2 separate regions of the Bombyx mori genome follow, and region 1 is linked to region 2. A link is a contact called in public Hi-C data. All regions are on one chromosome and are shown on one strand. Each heading gives the region's core, a stretch centred on a gene start, on an enhancer-like site or on the middle of the called end of the contact. The rest is flanking DNA. Distances are from core to core; before and after follow the strand shown. Region 1 overlaps LOC119629350. Region 2 holds the start of LOC119629350.

The links. A called contact is a pair of places that touch in the nucleus more often than the background predicts.
Region 1: a Hi-C map of whole pupa shows a contact between it and region 2, with 2.4 times the contacts expected there. The contact joins the enhancer-like site here to the promoter of LOC119629350 in region 2. A contact is called at or near these places in 4 of 7 Hi-C or Micro-C datasets (midgut and whole pupa).

The regions. Positions count from the first base shown.
Region 1 is chr13:2,905,851-2,909,048 of ASM3026992v2, reverse strand. LOC119629350 reads right to left here. Exons shown (of 6, transcript XM_038014888.2): 6 at 1-2,414. The coding sequence ends at 2,003. Among protein-coding and RNA genes, the nearest start is that of LOC110385519, 32 kb to the left of the region's middle. Within about 2 kb of position 1,523, at least 6 of the 8 cell types and tissues checked have open chromatin away from gene starts, as enhancers often do.
Region 2 is chr13:2,685,432-2,688,625 of ASM3026992v2, reverse strand. LOC119629350 reads right to left here and starts at 1,698. Exons shown (of 6, transcript XM_038014888.2): 1 at 1,344-1,698. The coding sequence starts at 1,654.

The sequences.
Region 1 (3,198 bases), core at 274-2,773, 220 kb before region 2:
GATGTCGACAATTAAAGTTACATTGCAAAATATCGATTCCAATTTTGATATTCGATTTTTATTTTACAAAAAAAAACACACCCCTATATACATATACAGGTCGTGTTTTTGTATGTACGTATATTAGTGGTGGTAGAACAAGTGCCACCTTCATGTTGAATTTTGTCGCGAAGCATCGATGGGTGGTAATCAAATTGGAAGGCCCCAAGGCCAGAATTTTCTCTTGTGTTACGGAGACCGAATCTAACAATGATATCGACTCTGACCGGGAAGAAAATCAGAGACCCTAAAGACCTGAAGGTCATCAAGGCCTAAACTAACAAGGTAATCGATTTTGCGTTGCAATGTCTCTTCTTTCTGAAAATTCGATCATTAGAACAAATTCAAACTAATTGTTTCTGAGCCCCAGTTTTTTACTTCAATTCTAAACAATTTCCGTTCAAGTTACTTCGCAATCGTTGAGCGCGCAATGTAAACATTTTCCAATCAGCAGCGCCACCTATCGGTTTTCGGGAATCGTACATCGATAAACTTCTCCATGGATTTCGCTACAACACTATTTCTTTAAAACAACTACAAAACAAATCGAATATCAAAATCGTTTTAACCATTAGACCATAGACATACAAACAATTAGATGTCTCCGTGACATTCGTTACGAAAAATTACAAAATCTATATTTTTGTACGCCGCTGTGTATAATAAACTTATGACGATTAATATAATGTTTGTGCGCAGAATCGAACCGGTCAACACGTGTAAATTAATTAATTTCGCTTATCACAAATATTTGTTATTGCTAACGGTACATAATCCCGAGGCTCCGTGCGCGTTTCCACAGAGTCGAACGCGAACATCGACTATTAAAATTAAACATTTATTGTCGTATCGAGCTCCCCCGGCGCTCTGTGCCAAGTCGACGACTACATCTAAGTTCTACGTTACTTTAAAACTATCGGATTCTGTGAACACTTTCGGATCGTGAGGAAAAATTAGTCAGTCGACTCAGCGGAAACGCGCGAGAACTATGGACGTCACTAAACACAGCTCCGAGGCGGTTTCGTCATTACATGAAATAAAATTTACACACAGACAGAAAACGTCACCAAAATATTTTAAATAAACTTTCCGGAATATTAAGACGGGTTATACAACGTTTACAATGAAACATAATCGAATCCGGCGTGCGGGTCTCGACGCGCAATGAACACGTAACTATCGACATGTGCTCAGTCAGGCACTTGGTGAACCATGAATACGCGCGCTTACAACCGAAACGACTTCGTCGCTGAGCGTTCGTGACCACGACGATGGACATCTAAACTTGGCACCTCAAGCGGGGCTGACGAGTCACCTCAACCATCGCGCCGAACACAACGCAAGTAATAGAAAGCCAAATTAATAATTACCTTTACATTAACACTAAAACTATTTACAAATCTGGCAGTGATTCGTATCGCTGGTCGTCACTTACTTAAGCTAACCTATATATTCAGACTACCTGGCCACTCCCCGGGCGGGGCGCGGACCACTACATCGTCTATGTACAACGGGCCTGCACCCGTCCGTACGTTTCCAACTAACTATGTACACACGTTTGATCGCGGCGCCCTCGTCGCGGCGCTAAGGCTCGAACCTTGAACCGTTCAAATATCAATATAAAAAAGTAAGCATCAGTCTTGTGAATAATTTACGTCTGCTCCGCGCGAGCAGCTTACGTACCTCTACGGGTTCTCGAACAATCTTTGGCGATAATTTTCCTACGGGGACGCGTGGTCCGCCCGGCGCGCGGTCTACATTAGTACTACCTAACTAGCTGTGGAGCGAGCGACGCAGAGTCCGCGTCCAGCGTCCTACCGACACACGTGCAGAGGTACGGTCTGCACAAAACGAAACTCTAGCGTCTTACGTACCAAATAATATTAACTAAACGATGAACATCGATCCTCCGCGTCGCTCACTAACAATTCGAACCTAGAGTCCGGGCGACGCGAGTCGTGGATTATCGTCCGCTCGGCCAGAAGGCGTTCCCGCCGTACCGCCGGCCGAGCTTCCGTTTCTTCGCGCCGGTCACTTCGACTTTCTCCTTCTCTTCTTCTTTGTACAGCATGGGAAGGTTGGTGGCGCTGCATTCGTTCCGCATCTCGGCGTTCCTTCTCTGCTTCGCGATGAGGTTGTTGAGGAGGCGCGAGGAGGTGCAGTGTCTGGCGGGGAGCGTGCGCGAGGGGAGGGGAGGGGCGGGCGGCAGCGGGCGGCGCGCGGGCGTCCGGGGAGGGGGAGGGGGAGACGTCGCCTTCTTGTACGACGAGCAGAACTGTTCGTACAGCATCACCTTCGTGTGAACCGGCAGCTGGGAGATCTCGACGCGCTTTATCCTCTCGACGTCCTTCTCCGGCACCCACTCGTCTTCTAGCCTGCAATCAAAGGACTTGTTTGAAATCGCCGTTGACAATATCGCCACACAGAGGAAACTGCAAACACACATTGTAATTGGCATCTTTATATTTTAATTCACAGCATGTGTATGTTTTGCATCTGGATCTGAAATATAATAAAATACGTCTATTCATCTTAATCGTTGTGTTTGCAGCGTAACAATGGGTTGCTATCCCATTTCAACGAAAAAAAAATAATCGAAAGGCGTGCAGTACTACGACAAAGCTCTGAAATAAAATACTCTAGAACATTCGGCACGGCATAAGAAGGAAAGTTCTAAGAAAATTCGGATTTAATGAGAAAGACACATACAAATGAACAATGAATACAAAGAACACATTTTAGGGGACTCGCAACCCAGAATTGCTAGCACCTACGATCAAAGTCTGACGTCACTGCATGGCGACTTACATAAAATATTCAAATTTTAGAAACTGATCATTAAAATTACGAAAATTACAGTGTTCCAAAATTGCTCCAATTTTATTAGTGATTAAAGAATTTAAGAGGATTTTAAAAACGTTGATTTTACAAATCGTTGATCAAAATCAATTCATTTACAGGCACATTTAAATCGCCATGACTTTACCGCTGAAAAGAATCGGCAACAAACTCGGGTTTTGCTCTTTTTCAATATCAGTTACGTACTATGTAAAATACAATACACGAAAATTCAAAATATTTATTTGATAACGAAAAACAATAGCTAGATAGGCTTACATTATACTAAGCACTGAACTAATGATACTTTCAGCGCTGTTC
Region 2 (3,194 bases), core at 449-2,948:
CTTTTAGATTTAACCGTAATCTTACATTAAATCGAAATGCATGCTTTATTTATTTTAGACAGCATGATAGATGAGAAATATATTTGGATCAGCTGAACACAAATATTCAATAATGAAACCAAATAAGTTTGGCATAAAGAGTTACTGTTATCAAGGACAGAAACTGTACTTGAAGTAGACTGAGATCTTTCCTATGTATTCCCATTAACAGACAAAAATATATTTTCATCTAATTTCATGATTCTGTCTTAAATTGATTATCTTATATGCATTTATAAGCATTTTTAAAGATCTCTTAACGTTTTTTATTCATAGTTACTGTGATAGACTACATTTTCTATGTTCTGAAATGTTGAAATAAACCAACAATCAGTGAGGAAATAACATGGTATCATACTTCCTGTCTGATACCTTTGATACTCAATTAATGTGTGAGAATGTGTATTTCAATTAGTAATTATATACAATTTTATCGTAAACTCTAATGTTCAAAACAGAAAATTTTACTCTGCTGTTTTGTTATCTAATAACCTTCAAATTTGCGTAAGCACTAAGCCCTTGATATCATCTGAACATGTGGAAAGACAAAGAGATTAAATTTTTTATCATATCTTGCCACATAGTTTGTGCCGCATTTTGATAATGACCAACATTCAGCCTGATATTAAAACCGAGTCAAGTTCAATATCTTTTCTGACGTAGGCTGTTCAGCATTAGGAATATAGCAACTTACTTTATATTTCTTGGTCTTATTCCAAGTGTTTTTCTAATTAGTTTCACTTTCGTATTGTCAGTTGCCTTGGCATTTGAAACGTGAGAAATAGTTCTTGAACTTGTACGCTTGTTAAATAATACGCAAATATATAAACAAGTAATGAGTGAAGTCTACAGGCATGTTTATTATTAGTATTATCTGCCGTCTAGTCGCTAATTAAAAGCCAAGGTTAGATTTTTAGCGGCTAGGTATTTAGCGACTGTTGTGGAGTGTGTTACGCAAATGTCGTAGCTGACCGTCATATAACGTGTAAAGTTATCTCACGCATCAAGTAGGTATATCTAAAGAATACCAAATAATTTTACGACGGTCCCGCTCGATTATCTAAACGATTCAAACCGCGCTCGCTTCACAAACGTATCACCGTACTATTCGCCATTTGTCGGAGGGCATTCAACCGCACAGAGACGCCTTAGCAACTCCATTTTTTCGCGATGACCATGACATCGAAATTAAACAGCCTCCGGTCACTAGAGCATTGACTCTTTGTAACAGCACACTTGCAAACAATCACGCGCCACCTAGGGTGACCTAGGTATTCTTATAACAGAAAGTGGTATTGACTCACCTGTCAGAAGATTCCGAGCTGTCGTATCTGTCGATGCATCTCTTCTTCCTGTCATCAACTTCGCTTTCATCGGACGGTTTTCGGTAATCGGTAACAACAGTCGTACCATCCTCAGCCACGCCGTGTCTATCACTTTTATCACACGATTCACTCGTTTTTCGTTTTTTAAAGTATGATAACTTAACGCTCTCGTCGTCGAACACAATGTCACTACACTTTTTTGAGTCACGGTGTCCTTTATCGGTCGCGGTAAAAGTTAAATTGTTCATTTGTTTAAGACCGGCGCGATCCTCAGGCGACCCATCCGCCATCTTTGAGCGCGCGAGTGTTTTGTCGCGAGCTTCGGTACGAAGCCGCTATCGGTCGTCGCGCTGTAGTCGCGAGGGGAGCGCGGGAAGCAGGCGGGCCGGTGACGTCACAGCGACTGCGCGACCGCGGGGGCAGATCACGGTGACGTAACGACTCCGCCCCGTGCAAATGCAGGGCCGCTGTCATTGGCCGCGTGTTACGCAACGCACGAGCCTACTCAAATAAGCGCTCGGAAGGGAGCGTAGGACTCGCGTCGAAGGGACGGGCCCATCCCAGCCCTAACGCAACAAATAATGCAGCATAATGAGCTACATGCACACATTGACGCTGAACTAGCGCACACATAGGTACCACTGGTCACTCGAAACAAGTGTACCGAAATTAATGATCACTGATCAGTTACATTCTCCACGGAAACTTTACGTTTCACGGACTCTAATTAATATGACTGGAACATGGATTTTAAGTTAATAGGCTGCATGACCTACGTACAGAGGTTAAACATACTTATCTAAATATGTATAGTTAATTAAATAAAATTTGAAAACTACTTGTTTCCGAATGTGTTAATTAAATAAAATTTTATAACTACTTGTTTCCAAATGTCGGTAACTAAGAGTTCTAGTATTGATCTTTTGAATACTTGTTTAAGCACACATCAAATAGAATTAATACCCTACTATTATTTAATACACATCCCCCATTCTATAGAGTATTGATTTGCCTAATTTTTCTTGGGACGATGGCATTGTTGACGTCCATGAGCGACGGCGACCACTTACGATCAGATAGACCGTATGCTTGCCTCCCTACAAATTTTATAAAAATGTTTTTTTACAGTGCGTAACTGCAACTTCTAAAATTTTATTTTTATTTTAATCACGTGGTATCGAATGTTGATAGTTTTGATAGTTTTCTCAGCAACTACCTACATAAATGCCAAAATAAAAAAAATCCCTTAAATGATTTTGAGGATTATGACAAAACTATACATACAGCCTAAACTCAGTCTCAAATCATTAAATGTCAAAACCTGGTAGTGTCTCTTTCACGCTCTGGGCCTCTCTCCTCCGTGCGTACGTGACGAGAAGTATAATAATAAAATACATATGTATAAGATGGGATACGGCCTAGAATTTCAATTGGGAAACGTAAAAGTCTAGTGTATGTTTGGTCAGAAGCATACCTAGCAAAAATAAGTTGTTATAAAATGTCACAGTACACCATTTAAAAAAATGTTTTCATGTTTATGTTTAGAACATAGAGTTAGTATATTTTTGTAGGTACTTATTAACTCTATGGTTTAGAATTAATTTAACTTTTTGAGGCGAAGACATTACAAACGCAAAATACATACCTAGATATAAAAAAATGGTTGGTTTTATTAAGAAACTAGACTATTCAACTTTTCATTATGCTATTAATTATGTTAATCACATCTATTAGGAACATAATGTGTGTAATAAATGTGAGTTCGAAGTAAATATTTTATTTACCTACGTAAAATTTTTTACGGATTTTAAGTGATCCTTTTGACTGGCT